Linked DNA regions of Mus musculus: all the other regions are linked to region 7. Evidence: chromatin contacts called from public HiChIP or PLAC-seq, Micro-C and promoter capture Hi-C data. All regions are on one chromosome and are shown on one strand. Each heading gives the region's core, a stretch centred on a gene start, on an enhancer-like site or on the middle of the called end of the contact. The rest is flanking DNA. Distances are from core to core; before and after follow the strand shown. Region 1 holds the start of Rcan3 (regulator of calcineurin 3). Region 2 holds the start of E2f2 (E2F transcription factor 2). Region 3 holds the start of Zfp46 (zinc finger protein 46). Region 4 holds the start of Asap3 (ArfGAP with SH3 domain, ankyrin repeat and PH domain 3). Region 5 holds the start of Stpg1 (sperm tail PG rich repeat containing 1). Region 6 holds the start of Tcea3 (transcription elongation factor A (SII), 3). Region 7 holds the start of Srsf10 (serine and arginine-rich splicing factor 10).

The links. A called contact is a pair of places that touch in the nucleus more often than the background predicts. HiChIP or PLAC-seq counts read pairs in DNA pulled down with a chosen protein or histone mark. Capture Hi-C pulls out chosen DNA fragments and counts their contacts.
Region 1: an H3K27ac HiChIP or PLAC-seq map of microglia shows a contact between it and region 7, with 4 times the contacts expected there. The contact joins the promoter of Rcan3 here to the promoter of Srsf10 in region 7. A contact is called at or near these places in 3 of 39 promoter capture datasets (the HPC-7 cell line, cranial neural crest and erythroid cells), 1 of 484 Hi-C or Micro-C datasets (CD4 T cells) and 8 of 115 datasets of contacts at active chromatin or transcription factors (the 230-238 cell line, bone marrow-derived macrophages, embryonic stem cells and 4 more).
Region 2: an H3K4me3 HiChIP or PLAC-seq map of the SCID.adh cell line shows a contact between it and region 7, with 11 read pairs. The contact joins the promoter of E2f2 here to the promoter of Srsf10 in region 7. A contact is called at or near these places in 4 of 39 promoter capture datasets (cranial neural crest, erythroid cells, fetal liver and 1 more), 1 of 15 datasets of contacts at CTCF or cohesin (large pre-B cells), 12 of 115 datasets of contacts at active chromatin or transcription factors (the 230-238 cell line, the SCID.adh cell line, bone marrow-derived macrophages and 9 more) and 2 of 9 other capture datasets (liver and pancreatic islet).
Region 3: a promoter capture Hi-C map of pancreatic islet shows a contact between it and region 7. The contact joins the promoter of Zfp46 here to the promoter of Srsf10 in region 7. A contact is called at or near these places in 2 of 9 other capture datasets (liver and pancreatic islet).
Region 4: a contact with region 7 is called in a Micro-C map of embryonic stem cells, with 4 times the contacts expected there. The contact joins the promoter of Asap3 here to the promoter of Srsf10 in region 7. A contact is called at or near these places in 2 of 39 promoter capture datasets (liver and pre-B cells), 1 of 484 Hi-C or Micro-C datasets (embryonic stem cells) and 2 of 115 datasets of contacts at active chromatin or transcription factors (bone marrow-derived macrophages and pro-B cells).
Region 5: a contact with region 7 is called in a promoter capture Hi-C map of pancreatic islet. The contact joins the promoter of Stpg1 here to the promoter of Srsf10 in region 7. A contact is called at or near these places in 7 of 39 promoter capture datasets (the C10 cell line, the HPC-7 cell line, embryonic stem cells and 4 more), 1 of 15 datasets of contacts at CTCF or cohesin (the NIH/3T3 cell line), 1 of 484 Hi-C or Micro-C datasets (embryonic stem cells), 10 of 115 datasets of contacts at active chromatin or transcription factors (the NIH/3T3 cell line, bone marrow-derived macrophages, embryonic stem cells and 7 more) and 2 of 9 other capture datasets (adipose tissue and pancreatic islet).
Region 6: a contact with region 7 is called in a promoter capture Hi-C map of adipose tissue. The contact joins the promoter of Tcea3 here to the promoter of Srsf10 in region 7. A contact is called at or near these places in 1 of 115 datasets of contacts at active chromatin or transcription factors (bone marrow-derived macrophages) and 1 of 9 other capture datasets (adipose tissue).

Annotation. Positions count from the first base shown.
Region 1 is chr4:135,432,495-135,435,194 of GRCm38.p6, reverse strand. Rcan3 (regulator of calcineurin 3) reads left to right here and starts at 1,390. Exons shown (of 5, transcript NM_022980.4): 1 at 1,390-1,583.
Region 2 is chr4:136,170,916-136,173,615 of GRCm38.p6, reverse strand. It overlaps E2f2 (E2F transcription factor 2), which reads right to left and starts at 1,342. Exons shown (of 7, transcript NM_177733.7): 1 at 578-1,342. The coding sequence starts at 835.
Region 3 is chr4:136,284,631-136,287,330 of GRCm38.p6, reverse strand. Zfp46 (zinc finger protein 46) reads right to left here and starts at 1,264. Exons shown (of 3, transcript NM_009557.4): 1 at 850-1,264; 2 at 16-259. The coding sequence starts at 121.
Region 4 is chr4:136,204,989-136,207,688 of GRCm38.p6, reverse strand. Asap3 (ArfGAP with SH3 domain, ankyrin repeat and PH domain 3) reads right to left here and starts at 1,324. Exons shown (of 25, transcript NM_001008232.2): 1 at 1,042-1,324. The coding sequence starts at 1,170.
Region 5 is chr4:135,494,451-135,497,243 of GRCm38.p6, reverse strand. Stpg1 (sperm tail PG rich repeat containing 1) reads right to left here and starts at 1,257. Exons shown (of 9, transcript NM_030189.3): 1 at 1,098-1,257. Nipal3 (NIPA-like domain containing 3) reads left to right here and starts at 2,666. Exons shown (of 12, transcript NM_028995.4): 1 at 2,666-2,793.
Region 6 is chr4:136,246,508-136,249,207 of GRCm38.p6, reverse strand. Tcea3 (transcription elongation factor A (SII), 3) reads right to left here and starts at 1,251. Exons shown (of 11, transcript NM_011542.2): 1 at 1,091-1,251. The coding sequence starts at 1,159. Asap3 (ArfGAP with SH3 domain, ankyrin repeat and PH domain 3) reads right to left here. Exons shown (of 25, transcript NM_001008232.2): 25 at 2,635-2,700.
Region 7 is chr4:135,854,593-135,857,346 of GRCm38.p6, reverse strand. Srsf10 (serine and arginine-rich splicing factor 10) reads right to left here and starts at 1,276. Exons shown (of 6, transcript NM_001080387.2): 1 at 1,056-1,276. The coding sequence starts at 1,120.

The DNA.
Region 1 (2,700 bases), core at 141-2,640, 420 kb after region 7:
CTCATTACAGATGGTTGTGAGCCACCGTGTGGTTGCTGAGATTTGAACTCAGGATCTTTGGAAGAGCAGTCAGTGCTCTTAACCATCTAGCCATCTCACCAGCCCAAGGGGAAACATTTCTATGCTTCTTGATGTGAGTATAGAAGTCACTCTCCATAATTCTTTGATGAAAAAGTGAAGAACTTGACGTGTTAAGTCAAGTTTAATCAGGAGCCTCAGGGTGGAAAGCTGCAGAAACTTCCTAAAGCAAAAGGGATACAACACTGTGATCCTGTGGGGGACACTATGGGAGTCACTCTGACGAGGATGCTATGCCCTGCATTTTGTGCCCATGACTCTCACCGAGTGACAACACTGTGTCCTTAGTTTTGACCCCCTTGTTTCATTTGTCCTATGAAGGGTCTTGCGTAAATGACAAAAGCTGATTTTCTATTTATTATTTGTTTATTATTCAGAAGGGCAGCCGTGTGGAAGTCAGAGAACACTTGCAGGAGTTCTCTCCTTCCATCACGTGCGTCCGGGGTTGGGAGCAAGGACCCTCAGAACTGAGCCATACGGCCTGGATAGCAGAGCAGAATCCTTCTAGCGGGAGCTGAGAGTTCTCCAGCTCTGTACCGTTCATCCAGTTTGTGAGCTGGAAGAGGGCACAGCTCCCTGACAGGCTGGTCTCAGCAACAGCAATTAAAATTAAAATGCCAGCCAGCCTCGGCGCTACTACTAGCCTAAACCCTGACCTAGACATAATTAATGTTCCATTATCTCCAAGGGAGATAAGCAAGACTGTGTGGAAAGGCAAACGCAAATATCATTAATATTGTACATCTGTGCTGGGTGCAATGGAGGGAGGGATGGGGCGCGCGCAGTCACACACCTGGTGACACCCATAGCACAGCCACGTCGCCATCGCCTCTACTGGGCGACGGGAGCTGCGGGGCGAGGTCGGGCACATCCGGCTGCCAGGTTCCTAGAAGGCTACCCCGGGTTAAGCTCACAGGAACCCGCCCCGAGAAGGTTCCTAGTATCCCGGCTAGCTGTTCCTGTCACTGTCACGTGAGGTCAGCAAAAAGAGAGAGAAAATGTTTCTTGGGGGCGGCGGATACCAAGGGGACATCAAAAGTCCCGTTCTGGAGGTCAAGGAAAGCCTCTGCCTTAAGAGTGCCGGCCCAGGGGGGGTGGGAAAAAAAAAAAAAAAGAGTGCCGGCCCAAGTCCCTCAAAGCCAGTGCCAGCCAGCCAAGAGGAGCAGGCGAATGCGCGCGCGCAGAACCCACCCCCGCCCCCAGAGCCCCGCCCACCACTCGGCGACTCCCGCCCACCCAGCTGTCAGCCCCGCCCTCCTGTCTGTGCGCCGGCGCAGCGCGCCCCCTGGGCGCGAGGAACCCAGGGAGGGCGCGAGGCGCGCGGGCCCGGGAGCGCGCGCGACGCTGGCAACCTCGCTCAGCCCTAGGTCACCGCCCGTGTCGCCGGCTGAGGCGGCCGCTGCGGCCCGCGTTGAGGGCGTGGTGGCTCCGGGTGGTGAGGGTCTGTCCGCCCCAGGCCGCGCTCGTGGGCATCCCCCCTCGGGCCTCTCCCCTCGAGCGCACAGGTGAGTCTCCCCTTCGCAGGGCGGGGCCGGGTCGCGGCCGCTCGGAACAGGTTTGCAGCAGCTCTGGGTGATGGATCCCCAGGATCCCTGAAAGTTAAAGCAGCCTCAGCTAGAGCAGCAGCTGCCCAGATCCTCCAGGAACCCCCTAGACGTTGCTAAGGACCAACCGCCTGATGCCCAGGATCTCCCCCAGCAGCTTCGGGGTAACGTCCTGCAAAACAACCCTCGCCCCCAGGTCCTTTCTCCTCCACCAGCAATTTCTCCACCCGCAGTTCGACTTTTTGAAAGATGTCAGGCCCAACCTGGCCCCCCCCTCCCGGAGGGCAGGGAAGGTGTGGCTAGTAAAACCCTCCTGGCAGCAGGTGGAAGCCCCACTCCCCTCTCTCCTCCCCTCCCCCAGGATGCAGGAATCCTCGTGCTTCTCTGCTTCCCTGGCATCTGGAAACTTGTCCGCTTCCTCTTGAACCCTTCAATAGCTGTCTGTTTCCAGGTTGTGGGGTTCCAGCTTCCGTGCGAAATCTCATCATCTCCTCTGGGGATTAAGATTCTAGCGGCTCACGTCCATGTTTCAGATTCAAACTAGGATTATGTAGAGTGATGTTTTATTGTAGGGTTTAAAACCAAATATATATATATTCGCGTCCCAATATTGAAGGCTATCTAGGACAATACATTTACTTGAACTTTTCGTAGAAGTCTCTCATCTACTAGTTGGCCAGAGAAGTAATTGACCATCTGTAGCTATGATTAGTGATTACTTTAAAATGTTATTTTAAGAACTGGGTGTGGCACACGTTTATAATATTAGCAAGTGGGAGACTAGTCTGGACTACATAATACGGTCCTGCCCAACAAAACAAAATAAAACCTATCTTAACACAATGCCATTACCTCTAGTCCAATATATCAATATGTAGTCCTATGAGATGGCTCAGCTGGTACAGACAGACACACTTACTGCAAAGCCTGACAGTTGGAGTTCCCGGATCCCGGGGATCAACATGGCAGGAGGAGAGAATCAGCTTTTGCAAGTTGTCCTTTGACTAATACCTGAGTGTTGCTGAGGCCACAGTCAAACACACATATAAACATTCAATAAATATATGTTAACAAAATA
Region 2 (2,700 bases), core at 93-2,592, 320 kb before region 7:
CCCTGACAACACATCTCTCACTCGCGAGGTCACAGTCCATCTGAACAGGAAACCCAAGAGACGGACTACATTTGCATTGCTACTGGCTATTTCGGACGATGAGCAGGCTGTGGGGAGGACCTGAGGACAACACTTGAGAAGGAGCTGGCTAGACAACTCTGGTCCAGATACCAGGCTGGACCAGAGACCTGGGAGACCTATGCGGATTTAAAGTCACCAGGAAATCCCACAGGCCAAGCCCCTGGCCTGAAAAAGCAGGTGTTGGTTCTGGCGTAAACAATGAAAGAATGAATGAACTTAAGCATCGTCGATGCCTTGGAAGCTTCCTCAAGGTCACGCAGGCGCTAGGGGCACTGGGCTAGGTCTCCAGGCTCCCCTGACCAGTGCTCATTGCAGTCCGCGACAGCAGGCGAGATTACTTCACGGAGTCGGAAAATGAAAGGGTTCTCTCTACTGCCAGTCCCGCTTCCCCACCTCAACCAGCTGTAATCAAGCCGTAGGGCGTCCCAAGCACCCTCTCTCCTTTTTCCCCACCCAGACACGTATACGGGAAGTACAGGGGGTCCCCCAGCATTACCGGCAGCCGGCCTGCGGGTGCACATCGCACAATTTGGCCCTCGGGTCCGTGGGGAGTGGCGTCGAGGCAGGTGCCCAGCGCCACAGAGGAAGGCACCGTCTGCGTGTAAAGCGAAGTGTAGTAGGTGGTGGCGGTGGTGGCCGGGCAGAGCTGGGGGCTGCTCAGACCCGAAGGCCACAGCTCGGTGGGGTTCAGCGCCGGCAAGCTCTTTGTAGGTTGCGCCGTGGCCGGAGCCAGGGTCCGCGGCGCGCGCAGCATGGCGAGTGCGGCGCCCCCTACCCACTCGGGTCTGGCGCGCGCGCGCGGGGCACCTGCGGGCTTTGCAGCCGGCTGCACCGCGGACGCCGGGAGCAGCCGCCAATGGACGCCCGCCGGGCAAGGCCGGACCCTCCCCTCCTGGCCCGCCGCCCAGCGCTGCCGAGCTCGGAGATCGCCACTCGGAGATCGCGTGGCACAGGTGGCACTGCCAGGAGTTGGCCCGGTCCGGCTCGTGCCCCGAATATCTGGGCGTCCGGAGTCGCGCCCGTGCGTGAAAGCGTCCCGGAATGCCCACGGACCCCGCGGACACTCGTGTGCTCTGACCCGCGAAGGGTGTCCTGTGCGCCCTGCTGAGCTCTGCGTTCACCCCTCTAGTTCCCGTCCCTTGCTTGGACTCCTTTTTCTTTTCTTTCTTCTTTTTTCTTTCTTTTTCTTTTTTTTTTCTTTTTTTTTTTTTTTAGCGCCAAACTATATGCCGCCAAATTCGGATCTCCCGCGGAAAATGCCGCGCCTCGATTGGCTGCTACAATATATATAGGCTCCTCCCACCCACCCACCCCCGGAAAGGCTTAGTCTAAGAAACAGCGATTACGACAGGAGCTTAGTGGCTTAAAGGGGCCGCGACATCTGCTGACTTCAGCGTCCTCTTGTAACAGTAGGCGAAACTGAGGCAGGAGGTGCATCTGGAACACCCAGCATAAGGACCAACAGTACAGCGAAGAGCGCTGAGGAGCGGACCTCTTTTCCTTGGGGGTGGGGCCAAACATTGAAAGAGAGTCAGAGTCGGGACCTGAGTCTTGACCCTCAAGTGCATTTCCCTGGCCACAAAACCTTTTGTTTTCGCTTTGTTGCTTAGTTAGGTTAAATCATTTATTAATATATTAATTAATATAACCAATATGTCCTCTTTCTCTTCAAATGAAACCCAGGAACCTGTTCCTCCAGGCTTTAATTGGCAGAGGGGCAGGGAAGGGTGGCGCCTCCCTTTTATGTTTTTCTTCAGGAAAAAAACTAACCTCTATTGAGCGCCTACTGTACGCCCGTACAGTACACTAAGATTAGACCATTATATATGTTATGTTGTTTAATTTATCCCATCAATCCGGAGAAGTGGGATGGGTAAGACCAGGGAGTCGGAGGGGCGGGATATTGTGCCTCGGGTCATTCACAGATTCGCTGATCTGAGAATTGGCAGTCAAATGTAGGACAGTCCAGGTCGGGAGTCTTTGTTCTAGTAAAGAGCTCCTTTCCACTCTCCCAAACTCTGCCCCGCCCTTGACAGGCACAGCGTGGGTGAGGGTCCAGAGTTTGTCAGGTCATTTTCCCCAACAGGACCCAGCACTCTTCCTTCCTGAATCAAACACCTCCAGGTTTCTTCTACACAAATTTTTGTTTGTTTGTTTTTGTTTTTGTTTTTGTTTTTGTGAGACAGGGTTTCTCGGTGTAGCCCTGGCTGTCCTGGAACTCACTTTGTAGACCAGGCTGGCCTCAAACTCAGAAATCCACCTGCCTCTGCCTTCCAAGCACTGGGGTTAAAGGCGTGCGCCACCATTGACCGGCCTAAACAATTATTTTACCACAACAGGAGGGGGGGTGGGCTGAGTCCCCGTGTTAAGACCTGATCAGATCATCACAAACCAGGTAGCCCAGGCTTTCTCTTCGACATTCTTAATTCACATCCAGTCCCCTAACCCTTTTGTGAAAGCTGTTTGACAAGATTTCTTCTCCATTCTCTGGGTCTTTTTTTTTTTTCTCTCTCTCTCTCATTCCTTATGTCGGAGTCACAGAGAAATCTCATGGCACAGTATATGCAAAGCCTTCGGCACAGAGCTTGGTCCATGAGAATCGACAGCTGTTGCTATATC
Region 3 (2,700 bases), core at 15-2,514, 430 kb before region 7:
AAAGTCCTCACTCACCCAGTGAGACAACATTTCCGTAATTCTCCTGCATCACATCCCTGTAAAGATCTCTCTGTGTAGGATCCAGAGGTCTCCATTCTTCCCGAGTGAGGTACATGGCCATATCTTCAAATGTCACAGGGGCCTGAAATCACACAACGCTTCCTCACTACTTGGTATCTAGGAGTTTAGAACCAGCTTTTCTTCTTGAAATTAGAGACATGGTTAGAAATGTCGAGAAGGCAGTGGCATTAAGTCTCATCTGTAGAGTCCGAAGGAAAAAAAAAATAATAAAGAAAGAAGAAAAAAAGACATGTGGTCAAAAGACAGGGGCAATCTACTAGCTTCCCGCTCAGGCCGTCCCTGCCCACTTTGGACCCTTACATACAAGGCTCTCCTTTTCTTAGACCAGTGAAATTCTCGTCTTTATGGCCCAGTTCTAGAGCCAACTGCTGTTCTGTTTCTCCCCACCCTTTATCACTCTTCGCTCCATCCTTGGACACCACATCTAGAATTAACCACTCCTCGACTTACTATTTCCCACACCACAATACGTCCTTGCTCAGGCCAACAGAATACTTACCATATCGCATCCAGGTTAACCGGACACACCGTTCTCCCTACAGATTGTTGGCAAGAAGGGTACCACCCATCTTGTTTGGTTTTATTCTCCTCAGTATTTAGTCTTACAGTGGGTGTTCTATATATGCTTGTATATGGTTATATTAGCCAACTCGAAGCCCGTATACTAAGCAGAATAGCAAAATGAGCTTATCCCAGGGAATTTCCTATAGGGGTTTGCAGACGGGGAAACACCGGGCAAGATGGGTAAGCAGAGCCCTCGGGGCTTACCTGAGTCCCAGACATGAGCAGGGTGGCTGCCATCTCGGGCTCAAGCGTTCGTCTCCTGGGAGAGAGAGAGCAGGAAAACCAGCTAGCAGACAACGTTGAAGGAGGCGAAAAGCAGGACGTGAGGCGCGGCAAGAGGCCCTGCCCACTACTCCCTAGGGCTGGAGTTCTGGTCGCAGGGTATGAGGGGAAGGCCCAGGACTGGTCACTCTCCTCTCTGACTCCCGAAGAGTCACCCACTCTCCGTGTCTCGGTTAATATCGAGTACGTGCAACGTTAGGGTAGGAGAGGGCAGGCACTGGCTGGGTGCCCCCTAGGCTGGGGGGTCAGGCCGATGCAATTCAAGGGAGGAGGCTTTCAACCCAGCCCATAGAACGCCTCTGCTCTGCCATCTCCGGGCTGGGACCTTTCCGGCAGCAATCCCAGCCAATCAGCGAAAAGAAATCGTAAAATATCTGACCAATCAGAAGCCAAACCATCAGCCCTCCTCCTGCGGCGTGGCCGGGTAGCTCCATCACGCGTGCGCGCACCTCGCGGCCTGACGGGACTTGGAGTTTCACTCTGGCGTACAAAGGCCACTTAGCAGCCAAGAGCAGGGGAGGGAAAAGAACAAAAGGGAAGAGACAGGACCGCGACCTTCAAGACCAGTGAGAATACCCCCACACATACTTTTTTCTCGGAAACCACAGCACGACTCAGCAAAGGAAGCGTCTGTGTTTTTTTTTTTTTCTCATGGCCCTACGACCATCTTTGAGTCATATATTATCCGCGAGGTTAGATTGAGTGTGGAAGCTCGGGCTGACCTCAGCTGAGATCACCCCTCATTTGACAGCCCAGGCCAGAGCGGGAAAAGGCTTCTTTTCCCTCCCTTGGGAGACTCCCTGGCCGGGATGGAACTTTGGGCCCCGCCCACGGACTCCCAACACCGCCTGAAGCTCTCGCTTTCTGGATACTGAGAACTACAACTCCCAGTAGGCCTTCCGGCAGTCACAACCCACCCCAGACTACATATCCCACGAGGCCTCGCGTCCCCTGTCCGGTGCTGGAGTGCTGTCCGCGGCCCGGCCCAGGGTGTTCCAACGTTAACCCTGTAGGGAGCGTCTCGAGCTCTTTTATAGAGACGGAGCTCAAGTGCACCCATCTAAGTCGCCAAAACATTGAAATCAGAAGCGGGGGGGTGGGGTAGGGTGTGTAGGGAAATAGCTGGCCCTGGAGTGGGAGACTCAGGGACTTGGTACTCTTGAGGGTGTCTCTGCTGAAAGGAATCTTGGAGACCTCCCAACATCATGAAAACCTTAGGCCTGCGACAACCTGGAGTCCTAAGGATGCTAGTAGTCTCTGTTTCAAAGAAATCACAAAACCAGATTAGGACAGAACGGACAGGCTTACCTCCTGGTCTGTGGTCGCTGGCTCCTCAGAGATCTAAAGAGGCCTGACGTTCAGAAAGGTTCTAGATATCACCAGCAGATTCCAGAGATCTCAGGGCCATGAATAGAAATCCGAATCCATGGATTAACAGGCAAAGGGCAGGGTTTGGTTGTAGGATGAGCACAAAGCTTCAAGACTGCAGAGACTGTTCTATAGCTCCGGGAAACAACAATCTCATAAACAGATCTCCGAGGCCACAACAGCTGGCCAAGAAACATCAGCGTTGGCTATGCTGCATTCACTCAGAATCCTCCAAATGGAAGGACTTGTAGCCTTTCCTTTCCCTAGCGGGGATGAAGGAATTAGACAATGGAAGGCGAGGGCTAAGCAAAACAGGGATTCTGTGTGGGGAAGAGCTCCCAGCTTGCTGTAGCCTTGGAGAGGGAAGTGATGGAAAAAGAATATAGCAGCTTATTAGGGACTCCC
Region 4 (2,700 bases), core at 75-2,574, 350 kb before region 7:
AGAGGATGATGGATAAAATCCCTAAAGATGCTGAAGGGTCCTGAGGCGTGGTGGCTCTGAACCTATGCATCATTTGAAATCCGACAGTCTTTGTATAATTGTCTGCCTTCCTTACCAAAGAGGAAAAAGTCCAGACAGAGAGCCAGCCAGTCAGGGGAGAAGAGGAAGGGAGATTTCCTAAGACCTCAGCTCAGGGTATTTCTGGGTAGCTTTGTATCTGCCACACAGTAGGTACAACTTATAGAGAAGGCCAGACTGACCACTGAAGTCCAAAATGCCACCTCAACCCAGGGCATTCTCTAGAAGAGAGCTGGGTTCATATTATCCCCGTCTGGCCCCAGACTACAGGCTCTCTGCTCCAGTGTATTCCTAGGGGATGAAAACCTGCAGCGAATCCAGAGAAGAGGAATGAACTCCAGTGAGCTTGGGAATGGGGTGGGGCAGCCTACAAGGGCGAAAGAAAGAGCCTGGGACACTTTGCCTGAAAACACAAAGAGGAGAGGGGAGGGGAGAGGAGCCTATAAACTTGGCCCGCAGCAGCCAAGGTGAACCCCGGCTCCTGGCGCCTTCCCATTCACAATCATTCCACAAGGCAAGCCAAGTCTCAGAACCAGCAGCCAGGAGGAGGGGGCCTCCTCTCTCTCTCTTGCAGCCTGGGAGAGGTAAGTTCAGGACTGAGCCTGCTTCTCAGAAAGGGAGTGACCTGAGGGGCTGCATATTTGTGGGGTTCTAAAACGAAAACACAGAACTGTAAGCCGCTGAGCAAATACACATATAATGGGCAAGTCGCCCAAAGTATATGGGAGATGTGCCCCAACATGTGGAGTCTGTATCGAGGTGACCCCGAGATCCCATCTGGTCCTCTCTTCCCAGGCTCCACCTTGGGGACACAGATGTTTGAGATGAGCTCGGTTCCCACAGATCTAAGAGGGGCGGGTTTCTGGAGCGCAGCGAAGAGCCATCCTAGCTCCAAGCATTCCTGCAAAGGTCAAAGCCAGGCCCCAAGTTGACCTGAGGTCCCCTCCCGCCTCGGCCCCTCACCTCCTCCCGTGCCAGCGCCGCCCCGCGGCACCGGGGCATCTTGGCGGCGAAGGCAGCTGCTCCGGCTGGGGAACTGAGGTCCTCTGCGGTGACGGCCAGGAACTCCGCGACACTGAGCTGCTCGGGCATGGTGGGAACGAGGCGAAAACACCGGAGCTGCCTGGAACGCGGGGGACGCTGCACTTAACAGTGCTGGTATAGCTGCTCTGCGCAGGGCCTGTCTCACCACCCGCAGCGTCCTAGTCGAGGCCTCTTCACTCCCTGCTCCGCCCCGCCCCTAACTAACTCCGCCACGCCCCCGCCCGCCAGCCTTTCTCTCTCCGGCCACGCCCCCAGACCACTTGTCTACCTCCCTGGCCACGCCCCGACTCGCTGGTAACTCCCTGACCACGCCCCCATCCCCCTCACTCTCCGGCCACATCCAAGCCGCGCCCCTAACTCCCTGGTCACGCCCCAACCTCGCGTTGGCCCCACTCTGCCCTGCCTCCAAGACCTACAGATGGGGAGAGTTCTCCTGGGGCTCCGCTCTTGACTCCCAGCCCCCGTCCCCGATCCTCTTCCCTCCCTAGCCCCGCCTCCAAAGCCTACCACACACACACACACAGACACAGAGCCTGGCTCCTGGTTCTGGCTGGCTCCTGGTTCACTTGTTCTCTTCTCCTTAACTCTAGGTTCTTCAGAGCAGTCGTCTTCCTCTACCTCACCGGTGCTGAGATTAAAGGCAAGGCCTGTGCCACCGAGGCCATATAAGATCTTCGCCATCAGCCAGCTACGTGCCATTGAATCAATTGCCCCTCTGGTTTTTAAAAGGAATCATGTCATAACTCCGAATAAGTTTAAGTAAGAATGGGAGAGGTTCACTATTATCTCAGGTACACAGAATAGCTCGGGATTTTGTTGTTGTTGTTGTTGTTGTTGTTTTGCAGGTATTTTTGTTGTGGTTTGGTTTTGCCTGGTTTCTTAATTCCAGCCGTGAGCCAGGGGCCCTTCCCATTGCCTTGGACTCTTTCTGCTTCTTCTTGAAAGCCTTATTTTCTTCGTCCATCTCACAGGGCTCTTTCAGAGGCTTCCTCTTGACACCTTCATCGCCCAACCTGGCCCCTGGCGTCTGGTCCCCTTTCCCCAGACCAGATGCTAAGTGACCCTAACAGTTCCTTCAGACTCCAATGCTGAGTCTTCCAAATTTGCTTCTCCCTGTCTGCCTCCCTCGGTTTTTGTTTATTTGATTTGGGGTTTTGTTTTTCAAGGTTTAGCTCAAACATTTCAAACTTTACTACAAGGCTTATCCTGACCACCCTGTTTAAAACTAGTCACCTGCTGCTCCCCCCATCCCTCACTCCACATACCCCATTCATAATCATCTTTATTCTGCTGGGGTTTTATGAATGAATATTGGGCGCTCTTGGAGGCCAGAAAAGAGCATCAGATCCCCTGGAACTAGAGTTACAGATGATGGTGAGCCACCATGTAGGTGTTGGGAATTGAACCAGGGTCATCTGCAAGAACAAACATTCTTTAGCCACTAAGCCATCTATCTGTCCAGCCCCTTTTTAAAATTTTCAGTTTTAGAAATTTGCTGTGTGCATGAATGTGTGTGGGTGTGTGGGTGTGGGTGTGTGTTTGTGTGTGTACTCATGTGTGCACAACATGCAGGACACT
Region 5 (2,793 bases), core at 8-2,507, 360 kb after region 7:
TGATAATCTCCCTTTCCTGGCCACCACAGGCACCAGGCCTGTGTGTGCTACAGAAACAGACAGACAGAGAAAAATATCCATATTCATAAAGTGAAAATTAATTTTTTTAAATGACAACAAAAAATTTTGGAGTGATGTTTTCTCCTTTAATGCCAACATGAAAAGGTGGATGGATCTCTGTGAGCCTAAGGCCAGCCTGGTTTAAATAGAGCTTTCCAAGCTAGCCAGGACTACATAGTGAGACTTTGTCTTTAAAGAAAAAAAATTCGGGGCTGGAGAGATGACTCAGAGAGAGGTTAAGAGTTCAATTCTCATGAACATGGCAGCTCACAACTATAACTCCTGTTCCAGGGGCAATCTGACAACCTTCACACAGACACACATGCAGTCAAAACACCAATGTACATAAAATTAAAATAATCTATTTTTTAAAAGTTGCAAGAGATTTTTAAAATTATGCTTCTCACGCAAATTATCAAATTTTTGGAAAATTTTAAGAAAGTATAAAACTGTCAAAGAGTACATTATTCTACCACCAGAAGGAAACAAGTATCTATCTTGCTTTCCAGTCTTCCATGGAATGCTGGTACAGTTGGTAGAGAACAGATATAACCTAGCTCTGCCCAGGATGCTGCTTGCCAGGTGAGCCTCCTGCACTTGATGGGTCATGACGGATGGTCACGGTCTAGCCTGATTTCCTCCAACTTGAAACATCCCTACTAAAGGATAGTGGAAGGCACAGGAGATTCAAAAGACCTTTCAAAGCCCCAGGAGATTGACCCATTAGCTATTTTGCTTGGTGAGAGAGTGTGTTCAAGGCCTACATGGAACTGTACCAACTGGTTAGTGGCTTCGAGAAGCCAGTCTCACCCTTTCATTTGGCCAAAATGGAGTCCAGAATAAAGACTTGCTGAGGAAGACGCGGGAGTACCAAAAGGGTTCTGTTAGAGCTGGCTCTTGGAGGTTCACCCACCGCCCAGTTCTGAGACCCCCTCAAAGACTGAAGTAGGGGCATCAGATGTCCAACCATTCACCGGGCCCAAGGGGGAGCTCTTTTCACGTTGGTACACTGAGGGCTTAAGCTGACCCACTCGTACCCCAAGTGGCACCTTCTGGCATCCGAGGCACCACCCAACTGGCCACAGAGATTCCGCACGCACCCGGAGTATGGAGGTCTCCGTGGGTGTCCCATGGAGTGCGCGGAATCCTCCTCAAGACCTCAAGGACCGGTCCCTTAACAGGAACTGGTTCCTAACTAGTCAATCTATCCCTCCCGCCCGGTCGCTATGGCAACCACTGGCCTAACATTCCAGAGTCCGGCGGCAGGCAACTGGCTAACTAGCCAGGGGTGTCCTCTGTGTCTTTAATGTGAAAAGCTGTTGACCAATCGTTGGAGACGTTTCAAAAACCAACAAAAAAAGCTACCAGAATTTTGGGGTTCGGATTGACAATGCTAAGGAGAACCTGTTAGGCAGGGAACTAACTATTAGGGTTTTTGTTTCTGGGGTTCAGTTCCCTTTTCTTGTTTGTTTGTTTGTTTGATTGTTTCGGTTTTGTTTGGTTGTTGGGTTTGTTTGGTTTGTTGTTTTTGTGACTCATCGAAGGAATAAACCCAAGTGTTCCTACCCATCCATCCACACCCTGAGTGTGAGAGCAGAAAGGTCGATGACATAATTCCCCAAGGGCAACCGTGCAGTATTCCAAGAGCCCCTTACCCGTTTCACCGCAGCCACAGTGCCTAGCCACAGCCCGGCTTAAACCCACCAGCGTCTTCTTTAAAATTATGGGATAGTCCCCTGTTAGAAACTGTCTCCCGCTTGTTCCTCAGATCACATCTCCTGCCACCCACGCCTCAAGAAAAAAAAAAAAAATCTCGCACCGACCCAGTTGGTCTTTGGGCATCTCCCATAATACAATATGGCAGCTCCATCCTCTCTTAAACTCTCCCTCCCAGTTCTACCGCGTTTCCATCGCTGAGGTCTCCCCAATGTCATTTCCTCGTAAAACCTGTGTGATCTCAACATCTCCCCCAGAGGTTGCTGTGCGGCTCTGGACTGAACGGCGCGTGCTGAAAAATGAGCGCGCTGGAAGCTCCACGCGCAGGTTCATGCTCACAGCCGAACCCCTGGGAAACAGCAGCGGGCGGGGGAGGGGTGCGGGGGGGGGGACGGGACTACTAGGATGATTGACAGCCTACCGGGGCTGCTGAGCTGCAGGCGTACCGGGAAATTAAGGACGCAATACAGCCAACAGGTGGGACGCAGGCGCAGGAAAGAAGGGGTACGCACGGTCCCCGAGACGTGTCAGGGCTCTGCTGGGTTTCGATACTGGAGCTACCTGATGGAAGCAGCAGGGGCGCCGCCCGGGACGGTCGGTGGCAGTTAGCGCAGACTGCGGGGGGACACCAGGCGGGCTGCTTAAGCCCAGCCTACTTGTCCGGCAGGTGGAGGTGAGCAGCCATAACTTGGGGACCAAAGCAGCCCGGACTTCTTCCTTTGGCCGCTAGAGGGGACTCCTCCAGGTGAGTGTCAGGTCGCCCCTACGCTTCAAGCGAGCTTGGCGACGCAGCCAATTATTTCAGGATGTCCCGCCCATCCCCTCCCGACAACCACTCGCCTGCGCAGAGGCTTCGCCAGCTTGGGACTGGCAGGCAGTGTAACAAATCAAGTCTCCACCTTTGAAAGCAAAACACTGCAGCCCCTTGGAAACTCGGAGCTGGGAAGGGATCCAAGAGGCTGTACCTAGGGGTGGCACGGAGTGTCCGAGTCGCTTCTCCGGAACCTGGGATAGGTG
Region 6 (2,700 bases), core at 2-2,501, 390 kb before region 7:
TCAGCCTCTCACCATTTTACCAACACCACCATCTCTCTCATTGTTACCAGGTAACAATTTCAGGAAGCCTAACACTCCTTGGCTGCTCCAGCCTGTCACTCATCCCGGGTCTGAAACCTCTCTTTGGGCCCCAGAGTTTTCCAATTTTCCTGGAATGTCCTGGCAATGCAGGTCCTGGTGCAACTCGTTGCTAGAAACTATGTAGAAGAAAAGGACCCCGCGGCAAGTCAGCATGGAGGGCCTCATTCACAGGGTCCCTGGTCTTCTCCCTTTCAGTCCACGCCCCTCTAGAATTGGCACAGTCGCCAGCTTCCAGCCTGAGGCAAAGATCGCTAGGTAGATCAAACATTAACTTTCCATTTGGATCCAGCTCGGTGCTACCCGGACTGAGGGCTCAGGGACCCTCGGGCGACCAGGGCTGCGGACCCCCACCTCCCGCCACAGTTCTCCTTCGTGCACCTCCCCCTCTGGGCCAGCCCAGGCCCCATCTTTTCCTTCCCCCGCCCCGCACCTGTTCACCTCCGCCCGCCAGGGCCCCATCCCGCGGCCAAGGAAAAAGTTGCAAACAGAACTCCTGGCACTTCAGTCACCGCCCTTCGCTCGGGTCTCCTGGGGTGTGCAAACGAGGCTCGGCGCCCCCTTCTCAGCCCGAAGTTCTCCGATCCTTTTTGAAGTCACCCAAAACGTGCCCCTCCAGTTCTCGCTGCGCCTGCAGCTCCCCGGGCCTAGCGCACATCCCGAACCCCCAGACTCCTAAATGTCCTCCCCTGGGTTTGTGTCTCTCCTTGCTCTTTCTCTGCTCCGCGCAAGCTGCCCAGGAGCGCACCCAACCCGTCCACAGTGACTTGCAACAGTCGCGCGCCTTAGGGGACTCTGTACGATCCCCTCCAGACCTGGCCATGCACATGCCCATCCTAAAGTGGCCAGCAAGTAGCCGGGGGACCCCCTGCCGGGCAACTCCTCCCCAGTCCCGTGTCCCCTGACCCGCGCGCTCCCTTCGGGCACAGGGCCGGCACGCCCACCAAGCCCATAGCTGGGGGAGTCTTGCCTCCGTGGCCCGGGGGCTGCGTTGCAAACTCTGCAGCCTCACCGTCTTCTTCCGGGACACCATCTTCTCCAGCTTTTTGGCGATCCTCAACAGCTCCTCTTCCAGGCCCATGTTGGTCCACAACGCACGGCGGGGTTAGGGGCGCAGGGCAGCAGCGGGCGCCAAGGCGCGAGCCGCAAGGGCCGCAAACACACCGGACACTCGAGCCGGGAGGGGGCGGGGCGCGCCCCTCCCATCGCTGGGGGGAGGGGTGGCGGGCACTAAATATAGACTTCAAGGACTGCCCGGGCAAAGATTGCCTGAGCCTGGCGGGTCGTGCCTCAGGGGGTGTGTAAGTGGGAGGGGAGGACCAATCTGGAAGAAGGGGCTCTTCTCTTCCAACTCTCCTAGGGGTGCCCCAGGCTCCAGGGAGATTCGAGCATGAGGGTTCGGGGGTGATGAGTGTCAGCATAGCAGTGGGAAGTACAGAGCTGCCGGGTCTCAGCATCACTGCGCTCCCAGAGGGAGCTATGCCCAAGCTGGGAAAGTTGGTGAATTCATCGCATCTTGGTGCAGATTTTGACGTCAGCTCTGCCCTAACTTAGGTAGGCTCCTTGGTGCGCCCAAGGCCTGTGCCGTACACGTACTCGCGAGGTATACTCAGAGCCCTTTGCCGGCCAGTCTTTATTTTTTCTAACAACCTCTCAAAGGGGTATCGGGACCACGCTCCGAAAGACTAAGTTTTGGGTGATTCCGGTACACAGGGGGTGGGCTTGGAAGAGTAATTTGGGGTGGAGGGAATAACTCTGCCTCCCACTCTCGGCTCGCGAGCGGTAATTCCAAGAATTCGCTGAAGACCTAGTTCCCCTCCTGACAGAAAATGACCTTTCTGCGAGGGTCTCTGATTTGAAGCGGGGCAGAAGAGGGCTCACAGTGTGTGAAGGAACTTTCTGAGATAACCTCAGAGAAACAAGTCTGGAGCCTGTTGTGGACACCTGTCTCCCAACTGCTGCAGTGTGATGACGGTCAAGGTTTTTTGTTTTTTGTTTTTTTTTTTTTTTCATTCGACAAACGGTATCCAGTCAACTAGCAAGAAAAATCTCAGGGGCGGCAGGCTGGGCAGAATAACCATTAAAGAGGACTGTATTCCTCACAGCTGGGGTGGGGAGAGGAGGGAGAGAGGGCAAGTGTAAGGCCCAGCTGGGGCCTCATCCCCGTCCCAAGAAGTGAAATTTATTGCCTCAAAAGGCAGAATGGAAGTTTGGGGGAGGGGGAGGTCTGTGTAGTCGGTCAGGCCGCAAGCGGTTATTCTATTTACTGAGCTCCTACTGTGTTCCAGGTATTTCTAGCGTCCTGAGCCAGACGGCTCTCCTGGAGCACTCAGAGAACAAAGCTTGGGGATCACTGACATGTCAGCAGGGGGTGGGGAGGTGAGGAGGTGGCCGGGGGAGGAGCTGAAAAGTCCTTGGCTATAGCGGAGTGTTGTGGAGAGGTCCGGGATGGGTCCGGAAGGGCGGGGCCTTAACACCATGTGGCCAAAGCCAGGTTTTTCTTCAGTGGAGCTTCTGGGAGGCCTCTTGGCCAAAAGAAGCTTGAAGGACCCTAAGAAAACGCGTCAGACTTTATTATGCAAATAGAAGAGTCAATCTCAGGAAGTGGGAGGCCGCCTCCTC
Region 7 (2,754 bases), core at 27-2,526:
ATCACAGTATCTACATACTTCATACTTAAGTATTAAAACGACAAAATGGAAAAATTTTTAAGTCGTTAATTAACCACTTTTGTTTTATGCGTAATGACAAAGAGGATACAAAACTCCACAAAACAAGAAAAACCCAAAACCTCAGTTTTTCTTCGGAGTTTATTTTGTACGAACACGAAGAGTAATCCTGTGATAAAAATCTCTTCTGAAAAATTCCGAAGGCAATTCAAAGCAAAGGACAAGCTGTGAAAACAAAGCCCTTTACCAGGCGAGACTCGAACTCCCAGACCCGTCTTCTGAGTGCTGGGGCTACGCCCGGAGACAAGGCGGACTTTTATTAAAAGTACCGCCTCCGTTCACCCAAGTTAATCACGAAGGTCCCTAACGGGAGCGGTCTCTCCAGCACCTCGTTTTCAAAGAGATTTCCGCGAAAACACGTGGATCACTCCATTTAACCGAAAAATTGTTACACTCGCCCCAATCTCCACGACTCCTCTCCCCCACAGCAATCTCGAATCCACTCATCACCATCCACACAGATGGGGGAGATGGAGCTGCAAACCCTCCCCTCCGCTATCCCGTTATCCCACTCGCATCTTTTCCATCTTCTGACTTCGTAGCCCGAGCTGACCTCCGACTCGCGCCGATCCTCCCGCCTCGGCTTCCCCGAGTGCTGGCCTGGGCCGCCCCGCCTGGCAACCCTTTTCCCGTTTTCAACAACAAAAATCCCTTTCAGGCCGAGGGGGGCGTGCACCTCATGGAACGTGGACGTCGGATCCATGAGGGACACACACGTCCGGCCCGCCGGCTCGGCCCAGCCGCCGAGCACGCGGGGGAGGACGGGGCCCCCGAATGCCCGCCACGCGGCCCTCACGCCTGCTCGCTCGCCAGCGCTCGGCCCGGTGTCCGCCCTTGCTCCTGCAGGCCGGCGGCGCGGCCTAGAGCCGGCGCGGGCCCCGCCATCTTCGCCCCGCCCCTCCCCCGCGCCACGGCCGCCGCTCGCCGGGCGCCCGCGGCCTCCCTCCCCCGCGCAGTAGCTGCTCCGGTGCGCTCACCTGGTGTCGTCCGCCACGTTCCTGACGAACAGAGACGTGTTAGGGGGGCGCAGGTATCGGGACATGGTGGCGGCGGGACTCTGGGCCGGCGGCGCTAACGGGCTCGGGCAAACCGTCCGCAGCTCCGGCGGCGGCTCACATCCACTCACACCACACTCGCACAGACCCAGAGGGCTCCGCTACGGCAACTGCCTCTTCTCGCGAGACTTGGCTCCCGCCTCCAGGCCCCCTCCCACCTCCCGCCCCGCAGCACCGGCGGAGGGGGACAACGGCTTTTTCCCGCGAGATCTCTGGGCGTGCGCGCGCCGCCGGCCTGACGCGCGCACCGCGGCCTCGCTGCCGTTCATTGGCTCCAGGCGCGGGCTCCTCCCCTCCCCCTCTTTCTTTCTTTAGCGCTGCGCTTTCCCGCCCTTTCCCGCCCGGCCGAGCCCGCCATCCCTCCTCCTCTCGGCGAGCGCTCGGGTTAAACTACCATGACCGGGCTCGGGAGCCTCGGAGCCAGCTAGAGGCTGCTCCGGAATCCGCTGTTCGGAGTTGCGCCTGGGCTTCTTATCAGATCTCTGGCCAGAGAGAGGAACTTAGAGATTCTTTGTGGGGTTTGGGGGAGGGGCAGAGCTTTCGGCGTGCCGTGCGTGCAACTCTCTGCCTTTGCTGCACATCCGCGTCACCTAGGCACGCAATTCCCTCCCCGTGAGACCCGGGCCCTGCTGTCCTTGTCTCTGTTGCTCACATGCAAGGTGCCTGAACCCCTTTTCCAGCCTTGAAGAGGTGGTGTTTGTCTCTTTGTTGTTTTCTGGGGATCCAATCTAGGTCCTTGGATTTGCTAGCCAAGTTTCTTCCCACAGACCTGCCTGCACCCTAAGACAGACACTGCCCACTCACCCCGGCCCATCGTCCCCCTCTTGCTCCAGTCCCCCTCCAACTTTCAGTCCTCATCATGGGACTCCCCAGCTACAAAAAAACCTTGGCTAGCTGGTTTGCTTTTCTCCCTCTCCTTTTTTCTCCTCTCTTCTCCCTCCCCTCCCTCTCTCTAGCGCCTCCTCCCCTCTATTCCCCACGTTGAGGGAGCGGGCTCAGTGCTTTGTTACTAGTTCCCTCTTTGGCCTCCTAGGGCACCCATACACAAGTGGGCAATACACTTAGATTTTTATTATTGTTTTTGTGTGTGTGGTTTTTTGTTTGTTTGTTTGTTTGCTTGCTTTTCGAGACAGGGTTTCTCTGTACAGCCCTGGCTGTCCTGGAACTCACTTTGTAGACCAGGCTGGCCTCGAACTCAGAAATCCACCTGCCTGTGCCTCCCAAGTGCTGGGATCAAAGGCGTGCGCCACCACTGCCCAGCGCCCTGTTTTTAAATATGGCTTATATGCGTTAATATCTACGGAGTTCAAACTTATGAGTGAGAAGATGCACACATCACTTCCCTCACATACATCACACAGTCTCTGGTAAACATGAGGACTGCGGAGAGAATGAGAGTATGACCAAGAAGAAAAGCAAGAAGTCCAACACCCCTTGACCACCAGGCTTTTGGGCACGTTGTGCAATTTACCAAACAGCAGCTCTGCCAAAGGAGTGGTGTGAAGGAGGCTGTACCGAAGGCCTTCAGGAAAGTACTGCCCGCTGGGAATGCGTCTTCAGTATTTTGTTTGAATCTTTGCTTTATTGCAAGATGGTATAATTGATTTAAATTATAATTTGG